2 separate regions of the Sus scrofa genome follow, and region 1 is linked to region 2. Evidence: chromatin contacts called from public promoter capture Hi-C data. All regions are on one chromosome and are shown on one strand. The core of a region is the stretch at or near the end of the contact, and the rest is flanking DNA. Distances in the headings are between cores, read along the strand shown. Region 1 holds the start of ATL1 (atlastin-1). Region 2 holds the start of ARF6 (ADP ribosylation factor 6).

Region 1 (3,369 bases), core at 29-2,528, 590 kb after region 2:
GGTCATGGGATGTTATCAATCCCAGAGAGAGGAATTGCCAAAGAAGAATTAGAAAATCATCATCAGATACAAATGCCAAAACTTCTACCAGGAAAAGCATTGTTCTGCATAGGATAATGTTTGTGCACACATCACTTTGACCCAGCATTAGACTACTTACAGTTAAAATTGAGAGACTGGGGTTTCAAAGGACTTTTTAAAACAGCATCATCCATCAAAAAGTTTTTTGTGAAAATGTGAGAACGTCAATATATTTCCTTGTCTACTGTCTTCCAGGAAGCATTTTTTCCATGTTAAGACAAGAATATCCTCAAGCGCAACTCCATAAGCAGATTCGAACTTTCTTGGATACCATAAATAAGCATTAAAAAGCCTTTATACCACACACACGCACAAAAAAAGTACAACGGTGGTTCGCAAAGGTGTAGTTAGTTCTGCTTGTTGGAGCGATCAGTGCAAGCATGGATTAGAAGGCGCTCCGAATGGAGTAAATGGGACCCGGCCGCGGCATCTCCAAGATGCAACAACAAAAGCATCCTCCTTCCTTCTCACACTTCCTCAGAAAGTGGCCCTATTCCCGGGAGCCAGCGGACCGCAGGAAAAGAGCCTGGCCTGCCTCACCTTATAGACGTCCCCGTAGGTGCCGCTGCCGACCCTCTGAACGAGCTCGTAGTCTTGCTGCGGGTTCCGCCTCAGGATGTCCGCGGCAGGCCGCAGAGGGGCCTCCATCTTCGTTCAGGGCCCGGCCCCCGCCGGCTGTGCCCGCGGCGCCCCGATTCCCGCTAACGAGGACGAGCGGCGCCGCTTCCCAACATGGAGCCTCTGCCCGCAGCTCCGCCTGCACGAGGGACGAGCAGAGGCTGCAACCCCGAGCGGCCCAGTCCCGTCCTTTCCGCCCCAGCGGGAGCCGCTACCAGCGGGCCTGGAAGGGGTCCCCAGCGCCCCGCCGCTGCCGTGTTCCGGCCGCGGCCCTTCCCCCTCCCTGACCGCCCGCGAACTGTCGGGCCGGATTCTGCCCGCCCGCCGGGGCCCGGGGCCGGCTCGGTACCTGAGGGGGGCGGCCCCGCTCTTTGTTGAGCGCCGCGCCCAGGACCTACTTCCCCGCCGGCGCCTGCGTCTTGATTCCCGGCGCCCGCCGGCCCTCCAAGTCCAGCTGTGCTGCCGCCGCTGCCTTTCGCTGCACCGCACGTCCTCTCGCGGGCGGCGGAGGCGCGTACCGTCGCCGCCGCCGCCGCACCACGTTCCCCACCCGGGGCTGCGTCACCGGGAGACACGTTCCCGGCCAGCGTGGGTCGGCGCCCAGCGTCCCGCCCGAGCGCGCCGGCCGCGAGACCAGAGTGCCGCCCTGAGGCCTGCTCGGGACACGACACTCTCCCGGCCGGGCCGCCGCGCCCCCCTGGCCCGGAGCGTCCTTTCCTGAGCCGGGCTCTGCTCCCCACTCTGGGGGTCACGGACGCCCCCGGGCATTCTTGGGCTGACGCGCCTCCGCTAAACCGCTCCCAGCTTTGTCAGGTAAACCTGGAGGGTGGCGGGTAGAGTAGTAGGGTGGGCACGAGGGCGATGGGAACGCAGCCCTCCCAGTTGAGAAAATGGTTCGTTGAGGGCACTGAGCCAGAAGTAATCTGGCAATGGGGCGCCCGGGAGGGAGGTGGGGGAGTGCCAGATTAACTAAGTCGCGGCACACCCAACTGCACCTTCCTGTTTTGCAAACCATTCCCAGTGGTACCAGTTTGAGGCTGCACTGCACACCTGCGCAACCTGTCTTCCACTAAGTTTTCCCAAGACATTTCCGAAAGTCGGAATTCCTAGGAAGTCTATGTGGTTCTTATCCCTGTTGGGCACACGCAGTGTCTCAGCGCAGGTATTGTTCCTTTAATTGGGTCGGGAGTTCTGCAGCAGCTGAAAATCAGGGACCACAACCTGGTTCTGACTCTACCACTTACTCAGTATGTGATCTGGGACAAAAAAGACATCCTATTTGGCAATATCTCCACATCCTTATCTGCAGCTTGAAGAGGGTAGGGTTTTGCATCCGACACCTGAGAAAGTGTTTATAAGGCATTTTACAAGATTGTAAAGGGCGTTATCAAATATAAAAGGCTTTTTAACATACTTCACAATGCACAGAATATGAAACAGGAGTTTAGGGAAGTAATTTGGCTGAATATTTCACAAGCTGTTTTGTAGTTTCACTTCCAGTCTTGTTCCAAGGTAGAAATAAGGTTGCCAGATTGATTTTGTTTGTAGAGCCCAATGAAGGTTTTGAACAAAAAAATTCAGCTAACACTTGACCAATCCATTTAGTGACTGAAAAATCACAAAAGAGCAAGTCACAGATGCTGGCCTGTAGCTTTGAACATCCAATTCATTCCATTCTCGGGCAATATATCCCTTATTGTTGATCATTGTAATCAGTTTGGTAATGTACAAATTAACTTCACACCTTAGCTGTACAGGGAATATATGTATTTTTTTGTGTTCCATGCACAAAGAGCACTTATTTAGGGAACATAAGTAAGCTCAGACTTACATGCTCTATGGACAAAGCCTATGTGTTTGCTGCATTGAAAAAATTGTTGAAGAACAGTTCCTTCTTTCAAAGCTTCTTGGCACTTGTTTTGGTGGGCAAATACTTTTGGCTTCAATGACTCAAAATCTTTTCAAATGTTCTATTGGTATCCTAGTACTTGTTTACTGTCATAGACTCTTTTTTTCCTCCTTTGACCATATAGGTATTGATCCTTTTTCTAGTCTGAAATTTACTTATTCTTATTTATATCTCCATTATTCCTCAGAGAATTTGAGGCAACATACAGAAAATGCATACTACAACATAAGATAAAAATAAGTAAATGAGGAAATAGGTATGATGTTAAAGAGAGAAAAATAGGATACCAGAACAGTGTAGCAAATTGGCCAAAGCAGAACATTTTACAGTGTTTTGAGGATCACAGTAAACCAGTTGATTGAGAGAGAGGCATATCTTTTCCTGATACTAAGACTTTAGAAAAACTTATTTCACAAGTCTTCATAAAGTGGAAAATGTGAATTCCCAATTTGAAACAAGGATACATGTCTTTCTGAAGCATGTTTTCCTTTAAGCATGTTATTCTCGAAACACAATTTTGGTATGAGTTAGGCCATAAAAAGTTTGAGGTCCTAGGCTTCAACAAGACCCGGGAGTGCAGATGTTTTATGTTGCCAGTAATTGCATATCCACATGCTTTGACCATCAGCCCACAGGTGGATAGCATGGAAAAAGTCGAGATTCTATGTGGTGGTTAAAAAATGTCAACCATAATTATTATTTTACTTATACCACAGTGCAAAGAAAAAAACAGTTGCTTTATACTAACTCCAAGAGAATCT
Region 2 (3,240 bases), core at 5-2,504:
CCCAAACCCAGTAAACGCGCCGCACTGAACGGCAAATCCCACGGGAACCACTGGCCTCCCACGTGTCTCTCAGGAAATGCACAAAACGAAGGAAAAAGAAAGCCAAAGGGAGTTGGGTGAAAGGTTTAAAACAGCAGATAGGGATTCACAGGGAGATGGAGGGCACACGAAGCCTGGGGTGGGCAAGAGAGAACTCGCAGAGCATCTGGCAGGCGCCGAGGACGGAGAAGAGGCCTGGAAGCAAAGCAGGGGGAGGCTTTCATCTGGAGAGCGGGCGGCCAACGGGCCCCACCCAGTGGATCTGCTTCTCAGGTTCCAATGGGGGCGGAGGAGGAGAGCGCGCGGAAGAGAAAAGCAGAGAGGGGAGAAGACGCTAGAATAGCTACAGGTGGGCGCGGGTCAGAGCCCGGGCTGCGCGGGAGCAGGGCTGGCCCCACCTGGGAGCCTCCGAGCCGCCGTAGCCCCGCCCCTCCGCGCGTGGCGCCCCTGACGCTTGGCGCGCAGGCCGCTCTCCTTACAGAGGTCGCTCTTGTCCCGAACGGTCGGCCTCTGCTGCGCCTGCGTCGTCGGGAGGGGAAGTGAGGCGGTTTCCTCGGCGCCTTTTCCGGCGGCGGCGGCGGTAGAACTGGGAGGAGGCGGTGGAGGCCGGAGGGAGCCCGCGCTCTGGGCGGCGGCTGGAGGTAACCTCCTGGGCTGAGCTGGAAAGGCGGGCTCCTTCGGCCTCCGCTCTCTTCTGGGGCTCCCGCAGTAACTCCCTTTTTCCTCTCTGTGTTTCTGCAGGCAGCGCACCGAGTTCCCGCGAGGATCAATGACCCGACGGGGCGCCGGAGCCGCTCTGCTCTCGTGTGGCCTGGGTCAGTGGTGAGCGCGGTGCTCCGCGGACCGGAGGCCGGGCCGAAGGGCCGCAGTCTCCCGCGGCGGAGTGAGGTGAAGGCGGCCGAGCAGGAGCCGGCGGCGGCGCTTGTACGGCGCCTGCGGGGGGAAGGGCAGTTCCGGGCCGGGCCGCGCCTCAGCAGGGCGGCGGCTCTCCCAACGCAGACTCAGGCCGCGGCGACGGGAGGAATCAAGTTGTGTGGTCGGTGATGCCCGAGTGAGCTACGGGCCCGGGCCTCTGCCCTGAGGAGGCAACTCCCACGCAGGCCGCACGGGCCCCCTCGCGACTGGGAAGCTCCGTTTCGGTTTCGCGGCGGCGGCGGCGTTGTTGGAGGGGACCCGGGACACCTGAATGCCCCCGGCCCCGGTTCCTCCGAAGCGATGGGGAAGGTGCTATCTAAGATCTTCGGGAACAAGGAAATGCGAATCCTCATGTTGGGCCTGGACGCGGCCGGCAAGACAACCATCCTGTACAAGTTGAAGCTGGGCCAGTCGGTGACCACCATCCCCACCGTGGGTTTCAACGTGGAGACGGTGACTTACAAAAACGTCAAGTTCAACGTATGGGATGTGGGCGGCCAGGACAAGATCCGGCCGCTCTGGCGGCATTACTACACCGGGACCCAGGGTCTGATCTTCGTAGTGGACTGCGCCGACCGCGACCGCATAGACGAGGCCCGCCAGGAGCTACACCGCATTATCAATGACCGGGAGATGAGGGACGCCATAATCCTCATCTTCGCCAACAAGCAGGACCTGCCTGATGCCATGAAACCCCACGAGATCCAGGAGAAACTGGGCCTGACCCGGATTCGGGACAGGAACTGGTATGTGCAGCCCTCCTGTGCCACCTCGGGGGACGGACTCTATGAGGGGCTCACATGGTTAACCTCTAACTACAAATCCTAATGAGCATTCTCCACCCATCCCCCAGAAGGAGAGAAATCAAAAACCCATTCATAGGATTATCGCCACCATCACCTCTTTGAATTGCCACTTTCTCTTCTTTTGAATTTGAACTTTGGAGTTACAGTTCTACGGTTTGGGGGAGGGGGTTAGGGGGTTTCTTTTTTGTTTCTTTTCTTTTTCTTTCTTTCTTTTTTTTTTTTTGGCTTTGCGTTAGGATGCTCTGAGCTGACTTTTGACACGAACACAAAGTACTTAGATACTCTCGTTGACTTCCAGCAAATGGGATGGGGGAAATACAGCAGTTCTTGATAAATTCCTTTATAATAATGGTTTGATTTTTTTATTTCGAGAGAATCTTCTTTTCCAATGTATGCTTTTTTCCTTTTTGCCCAGTTTCCTTATCACTTGCTGTAGATGGCTTATTTTGCATTCATGCAGACTATGTTGCAAGTCTGTTTCATCTAGTAAACTGAAAATTATTGCTTAATCAAACTGCCGTTTGTCTTTTATATTTAAGGCCTTTTCCCCCTCCCTTATGAATTCCAACTTAGTAAATTCAAATGTGACCTTTTATATCTAAGACCAGTATAGTAAACTTAGCCCACAGGGGCAAATAATGAGTAATATCATTGTAATATGTTCCAGTTGCACATCAGTATGTTAAAACAGGTAATGTAAGTTCTTTGAAATGTCAGCTTTTAAGTTCTGAAACATACATCATGCATGAGTAAGGATAAAACTCAAGTTCCCCTTTACAGAGCTAACTTACAGTGCATAAAAATATGAAAATGTAACCAGTCAAGGACACAGATTTTTTTTTTCACTGCAAAGTTAGCAACTTTGCTGTGTTTTCCCTCTTTTTTAACTTTAAAAACAGACTCTTCCAGAAAATGGAGCAATAATGTTGTATGCCATATACAAAAGAAATATTTGTAGATATTTTAAGTGACTTTTGGGCAAAACTGGAATATATCTTTTACTATGTTTCAAATGTCTAAGACCAATCATATTAAAATTACCAGAATGTTTACTTTGTTCATTAATAAAGCATTTAACAATTCAAGTTATATGCACCTTTTACCTAGTTGGAAAGAAAAACATTCCTGTTTCCACATTACAGCAACTGAATAAGCTGAAGATATCTTTTTTTAATAGACGAGTGATTCTTATCTCCATTAATTAGAACACTGGAAAAGATGTTTTATAAGAAAGGTATTCTTTTTGATTGTAGGATTAACTCATGCAAATAGTCAGATATCCTGTTGGTTCAATGATACACCATCTCCTTTAAGGAAGGAAATGTGAGATGAATGAATGATGTGTAGACTTGAAGAATGACAAAGGGGAAGTAGGATGTAGAGAAAGAACCTACAGATGACAATGAATGTAAACTTATTCAAGGGTAAGCAGTGTGCTCACTGGTGATATCCAGATCTTAACAAGATGACTTGCTTAGCT

What was found. Promoter capture Hi-C pulls out the DNA fragments that hold promoters and counts their contacts.
Region 1: a promoter capture Hi-C map of fetal liver shows a contact between it and region 2, with 2.7 times the contacts expected there. The contact joins the promoter of ATL1 here to the promoter of ARF6 in region 2. A contact is called at or near these places in 1 of 5 promoter capture datasets (fetal liver) and 3 of 47 Hi-C or Micro-C datasets (embryonic fibroblasts, liver and mesenteric adipose tissue).

The regions. Positions count from the first base shown.
Region 1 is chr1:180,298,156-180,301,524 of Sscrofa11.1, forward strand. It overlaps ATL1 (atlastin-1), which reads left to right and starts at 1,279. Exons shown (of 15, transcript XM_021101558.1): 1 at 1,279-1,512. MAP4K5 (mitogen-activated protein kinase kinase kinase kinase 5) reads right to left here and starts at 1,336. Exons shown (of 33, transcript XM_021101533.1): 1 at 1,049-1,336; 2 at 622-838. The coding sequence starts at 729.
Region 2 is chr1:179,712,783-179,716,022 of Sscrofa11.1, forward strand. It overlaps ARF6 (ADP ribosylation factor 6), which reads left to right and starts at 1,255. Exons shown (of 1, transcript NM_001078677.1): 1 at 1,255-1,782. The coding sequence starts at 1,255. The coding sequence ends at 1,782.